Regions from separate parts of the Ovis aries genome. Here region 1 is linked to region 2. The links are chromatin contacts, called in public Hi-C maps. All regions are on one chromosome and are shown on one strand. Each heading gives the region's core, a stretch centred on a gene start, on an enhancer-like site or on the middle of the called end of the contact. The rest is flanking DNA. Distances are from core to core; before and after follow the strand shown.

Region 1 (2,909 bases), core at 344-2,843, 43 kb after region 2:
TTTTTGGACATAAGCGTTCTCCCTCAAGCCCAGCCCTAACCGCACTATCCAGGGGGACGCGCCATCCTGTGTGTCCCCCCCCCACCACCTCATTCCCAGATCAGCGGAGGGGTGGAGGTGGGGGTGGGGGTTAAGAAGGGACCGGATGGGAGCGGGCAGCGGGGGAGGGGGAAAAAGGGTGTTCAGGGTACGTGGCTGCCTGGGGCAAGAGCTCACCGCGCAGGCAGGAAGCAAAGGCACGGTTGGGGCTCCCTCCCCCCAACAAGAGTGGTTTCCGACCTCTTCCTGCCACCGGCCACTGTGCCCGGGTCCCCTCGCCAGCTTTGAGCCCAGCGCCCGTGGGAGAGCGCGCACCCGGCACGCGGCCTGGGACGCGCCTCGGTGGCTAAGCATGGAACCCCAAGGACTGACCCCAAATATCCCCAGAGACAATGCCTTGCCCTACCGAGCCCCTCAACTCAGATCAAGTTGCCCAAATTTGCCATCTGCCAGGAATGAGCGGGGATCGGAGAGGCAGGACGCAGACGCAAGCTCATCTCGGTTCGCAGTTACCAAGCACGGAGTTAAGCAATAAAACGGTTTGCCGCCCTGACCCCGCCTCCACAGGGCCCGTTGGGGAGCCCGCTTTGACCCCGGGTTCTCTCGGCCCTAACCCCACTCCGGCAGGTCCACCTCCACACAGACCCGGAGGGGGGGTGCCAATCCCACCATGCCCGCTGCCCCTTCGGCCGGCGGGTTGAGGCTGGGAGGACCCCAGGCAGCTTGTCCCCTTCAGGTACCAAGGCGACCCAGGAAGCGCGCTGCCACCGCACGCCATATGGAAAGGCGGTCAAGGGGCGGGGAAGGAAAGGGAAAATCGATCCGGAGCTAACTGCCACCGAGCCCGGGGCTCAGCCCCAGCCTCCGGAGCACCGCCCCCGCGCCTTGCCCTCGCGGGGCCGCAGCGACTGCAGCCGGGCGGCCTGGGTAGCCCGCCCCAAGGCGACCTGCCCGCGGGCGGCCCCACCTCCCAGCGCTCAGCCTCGGCGTTCGCGGGCTCTGGGGCCGGGGCGCTCCCCCTTCCGCCCCGCGCCTGTAACCCAACACCCCACCTCGCTGCGGCCGCGCATCCCCCGCCCCCGCTCGTGCGCGCCCAGAACCCCAGAGCCCCGCGAGCCGAGCTGCCCCGGGCGAGGGGGTGCGACGGGCCGGGGAGGTCGCTAACCTTTCTCTGCTGCTTCTCCCACGCTGGGTCCAGGAGCAGGTCTCGATCCCAGTCCTCTTCGGGCTGCATGTAGTCATTGGTTTGCTGGGAATCATAATGGTCCATGATGGATGATGCGCGCGTGCTAGGGGCTGGTTTCTTCCTCCACCTTCTCTTCGGGCGGCGGCGGCTGCGGCTTGCTGCCCCGGTGTGGGGAGGGAGTCGGGACGATCTGGGCTGGGGCTAGGGCTGGGCTGGGCTGGGCTGGCGGGGCCGGGCTAGCTCCCCTGCGCCCGGTTCCGCCGCGGCGCTGCGGGCGAAGGCGGGCTGCTGGAGGCGGCGGCGGCAGCGGCTGGAGCTCGCGGACTGCCTACCTCGCGCCGGCGCTCAGACCTAATCTCCACGCACACTGAGCGAGGCGGACACACTAGCGCTGCGGGCTCAGAGGCGGGCGGGGGCGAGGGGCAGGGGCTCTGCCCCTCCGGAGGCTCTCCATTGGCCAGGCCGAGTTGCCCAAACTTCCCCCCTTCGCCTCTCATTGGGAATTCCTGGCATCCGTCAGCCGGGCCGCGGCGCATATAGGTGGACTGGGCGGCCCCTCCCGGCGCGCACGCCCCCGCCTACTCCCCTGGTTCCCACTCCCCCGCGCGGCTCATGTGACACCAGCTTAAGCTGAACGGGACCGAAGCCGGGGGACGCCTCCCCGAGCTCGGGGACCGAGCGGCCGCCGCTCGGGAGCCCCAGGAGGAACCGCCGGGGCATTGGACACGCTCCCAGCCCGCAGGAAGGCCCGGTACTCCGTCGCTGCGGCGTCCTGCGCTCCCACGCGCTCCAAAGCCCACAACTGCCAGAGGCTGGGGGACCGACGCAAGGAAACCCGAAAAGCATTTCATTTTCTGTTTCCCAGGGTCCGGAGACGTCGGCACCCGGGGAAGGGGGGCGGGGAGTGCCGGGATGGAAAGGAATTTCCTGGGAATTTCCTGATTCCGCCCCGGCCCCGCCCCGCGCGGCGCGACCCTGCGGACCCCTGCCCTGCCGGAGCCAGGTTTCTGGCCAGCCCTCGGCGCTCCGAAGCCGCACAGCTTTCCCGCCTCGCCGCGGGTTCCTTTGCCGCCCTCCCTTGGGCTCAGGGTCTAAGTTGCCCAGCTTCCCGGGTTCCGCTGCTGGTTCCCCGCGGGCTGGCAGGGCCGAGCTATCCTTATACACACCTGGGCAGCACCCTGATAGCTCTGAGCGATCTACCCACTCCACGCCCCCTCAACACACACCCCTGACCCGACGGAGAAACTGAATTTCCCAAAGATGAGCTTAAAAGGGGGACTTATCGGGTTCTCAGAGCTCCACAAGCCAACCCTGTAACCTTGTGCCTGACAAACAAAGCCTTATTGTTATTCGAGGAAGGAGGGCAAGACCGAAGAAACACCTTTAAGCTCGCGGAGCCTGCCTGCTCTACGCCTGTCCTAGTAAGAGGCGGATCTCCCCAGTGGGCTCACACCCTGTTGGGCTCCTCTGAGACCTCCGGGACTCAAGAACAGGAGCCAGAGGCCTCCAGTAGCGTCTGCACAGAGTAGTGCTTAATCCATGTATGCCCCTGAAGGATGGCTGGGTTTACTGTGAAAACAACTGTCAGTTTAGAGGTGACTGAAGGAGTTAGAAAGGGCCATGAATTAGGTTACCTGAAAGGCCAACAGATGGGAAAGTGGAAAAAAGTGCCGGTGACTCCCAG
Region 2 (2,700 bases), core at 44-2,543:
CAGAGAGGCCAATACAGTCAAGTCCATGGGGGCAGTTTCATCTCAGTGACTCAATGCATGATCAGCGTTTCGGCCTACCCCTCACAACAAGACACCTGTTATTATTTCACTGGGTAGTCCCTAAAAGCTTCATGCCAGAATATCCCTGGAAGGACACACAAGGGCCTGGCCCAGCAGCTGCCTCCAGGGAAGGGAGGCAGGAGGCTCCTGACAGGGGAGGGCGTGGCGTTTGCTTTTCACAGAATACTCTTTTGTTTCTTCTGAATTTTATACCATGTGCAGTCATCTGTCTGTTTTTTTATAACTATGCAAATATACGAAAAGCCTGCCTGGAAGTGTGTACATTTATCTGGTAAATCAGACCTCTGGGATGGGACAGAAGGAACTTCCGGTTTCTCTAGGAGGACTAGGAATGGCAGTGGAGTGGGGTCAGTGTTCCTGAATGATCAGAGAGAAAACACACACTTCCAAATAAAAAAAGAATTGATAAAGGAAAAATTGTCCCACCTATTTACAAGAATTAGTAAGAATAAAATATAGAGAAAGGGTTGTGAAAAACTCTAATGTGCCTTATCAGTGTAAAATATTATAGGGAAAGTCATAATTAGGGACCAGGACATGAAGATAAAGCAGCAATCATACCCACATGTCCACCTCAACAGTCAGACAGCAAACTGTCAGGAAATTAAGAGGAAAAACCCCTGGCCCAGCAGCCCAGAAAAGCCCAAACAAGCTTCTAAACCTCTTGAAGGTGGTGCAGAACTTCCCATACAAGCTGACTTCTCATCGAATGGTTTTCTCCTCCCTGGAGGTGGGCACCAGGACCCTGGTCCAGGCTCTAGGGCTCATCACCTGAGATATCAGTTCAGCAGCCTCCCAACCTGCTGCACCCCTCTGGGCGGGGGCCTTGCCAGGGCTGCCTGGCAGAGCCCTCCTCCTCTGCCACTCCTGGCCGCCACGTTCAAGCACCAGGCCAGGGCACCTTGAGAACTCAGGGCGGAGGTCTCTGCAGCATCTGCTGGCCCTGGGGGAGGTCACTAGGGACCAGCCAGGGAGTTCTCACTCCCTCTGACCCCCACACACGGCCAGTCTGGCCAGGGCATGGGCACTGGGTGGGCTGTCCGAGCAAAGTCCTGCCAGCGGTGATCTCAATGCCCAGGGTTCTGGTAACGTAAACAGGAGTATCTGGTTAACTTATCAAGGGCTGGCCTCCAGCCTTTCAAAGCAAGCTGTCAGCTGCTTCACTCACAGATGAAAAGCAGAGTCCCCAAGAACATCTCCACCCAGCTCTGTTTGCTCTCCACCCACCTGGGAGTGGTGCTGAACCGTGGGGTGGTTTCCTCTGCTCTGAGAGAGCACCTCCCCACCCGCTTTCCCCCCAAGTCAGGTGAATGCTGGGGAACCGGAAATTCAGAGGCAGGTGGCTGGAGGTTCTCAACGGAGCTCAGCTCTGTAACTGGACTGAGCTGGGTCTCCACCTACACCTTTCATTAGCTGTGTCTCTCTGGACAAAATTCTCAATCCCAGCCTCAAGATGCCCATCTGTAAGATGGGGCTAACAAGACCTATGACAGCCTAGCATGGCGTGAAAAAGGACCACATTAGATCTCCTGTACTTAAAGACAGTCTGGTGCTCTGTTCACAGCAGACGCTTTAAGAAATGTTAAACCAGCCGGCCTTTGTCCCTCAGTGGCTGTGTGGCTTTAATGAACCGGGCGTGGCCTCAGTTGCTTTGTCTGACAAATGGGGATACAGAACATCACGATGTGCAGGGCTGTTGACAGGTGAGGGCCATGGAGGCGGAACACCCAGGCGTGAGGACAGGACAGGAGCCCCTTCAGTGTCTGCTCCCTGCCGCTCTCGCTTCCCATTCCCTTTCTATTTGATCCAAGTTAATCATTCACAGAGCTCTACAAGTTAGGAAGAAAGAGGTCTGTAATCTCTCTCCTGCTAATGAGGAAACCCCAAGACCAGTCTCGGGCCAGGGTGAGGAGAACAGGAGGCGGAGGAGCAGGGGCCCGTGTTTCTGGCTTATGTCCACCTGCAGCCCATTCAGGGAGACATCACCAGAAGACTGGAGGGTGGCCGAGGCCACGGCACAGGGGGCCAAATGGCTCATCCTAGAAGGTGATGTGACCTAATAACCGTGTCCTGGTTGGAGAGAGGAGAGCTCCCAGCCCCTTTCCTGCCAAGGCCCCTGAAGACAGCCCAGGGCCTTCCTTCAGGTGCTGGCTGAACCTGGGGCTGCTGAGAGATTTCAGGGCCATTTTCAGTCAGGTGGTGTGTGATCCCAGTGAAGCAACAAGGGCTTCCCTTCCAGCTCCAGGCCAACGAGTGTCAGCAGCCCCCACCATCCACAGCTGGCCTCTCCCAGGAAGAAAGAGCCTCAGCAACGGTCCAGCCATCAGCAGGCTCTGTCACTACGGGCTCTGAGATCCTGCACTCGCGGAGCCTCAGTCTCCACATTAGTAAGACAAAGACCAAAAAAAAAAAGTTCATTCCGTGCAGCTGTTCTAAAAGAGGGTCGTGTGAGCTAACACAGAAGGCTTAGCCCAGTGTCTGACGCAGACTAAGTGCTCTCTGTATCTACAAGAGGCAGACCTAGAGTAGTGGTAGCTTCGGGCTGGGGTCAGTGACAGCTAAGGGGGGTGGCTTTCTTTTGGAGGTGATGAAAATGAGACTGCAGTAATGGTTGCACAT

The links. A called contact is a pair of places that touch in the nucleus more often than the background predicts.
Region 1: a contact with region 2 is called in a Hi-C map of muscle, with 1.6 times the contacts expected there. The contact joins the promoter of ACTN1 here to the enhancer-like site in region 2. A contact is called at or near these places in 4 of 16 Hi-C or Micro-C datasets (blood, hypothalamus and muscle).

Annotation. Positions count from the first base shown.
Region 1 is chr7:78,848,528-78,851,436 of ARS-UI_Ramb_v3.0, forward strand. ACTN1 (actinin alpha 1) reads right to left here and starts at 1,594. Exons shown (of 22, transcript XM_027971947.2): 1 at 1,205-1,594. The coding sequence starts at 1,309.
Region 2 is chr7:78,806,273-78,808,972 of ARS-UI_Ramb_v3.0, forward strand. The region is part of intron 1 of ACTN1 (actinin alpha 1); the gene reads right to left. Among named protein-coding and RNA genes, the nearest start is that of TRNAG-CCC, 8.4 kb to the left of the region's middle. Within about 2 kb of position 1,294, at least 15 of the 54 cell types and tissues checked have an H3K27ac peak or open chromatin away from gene starts, as enhancers often do.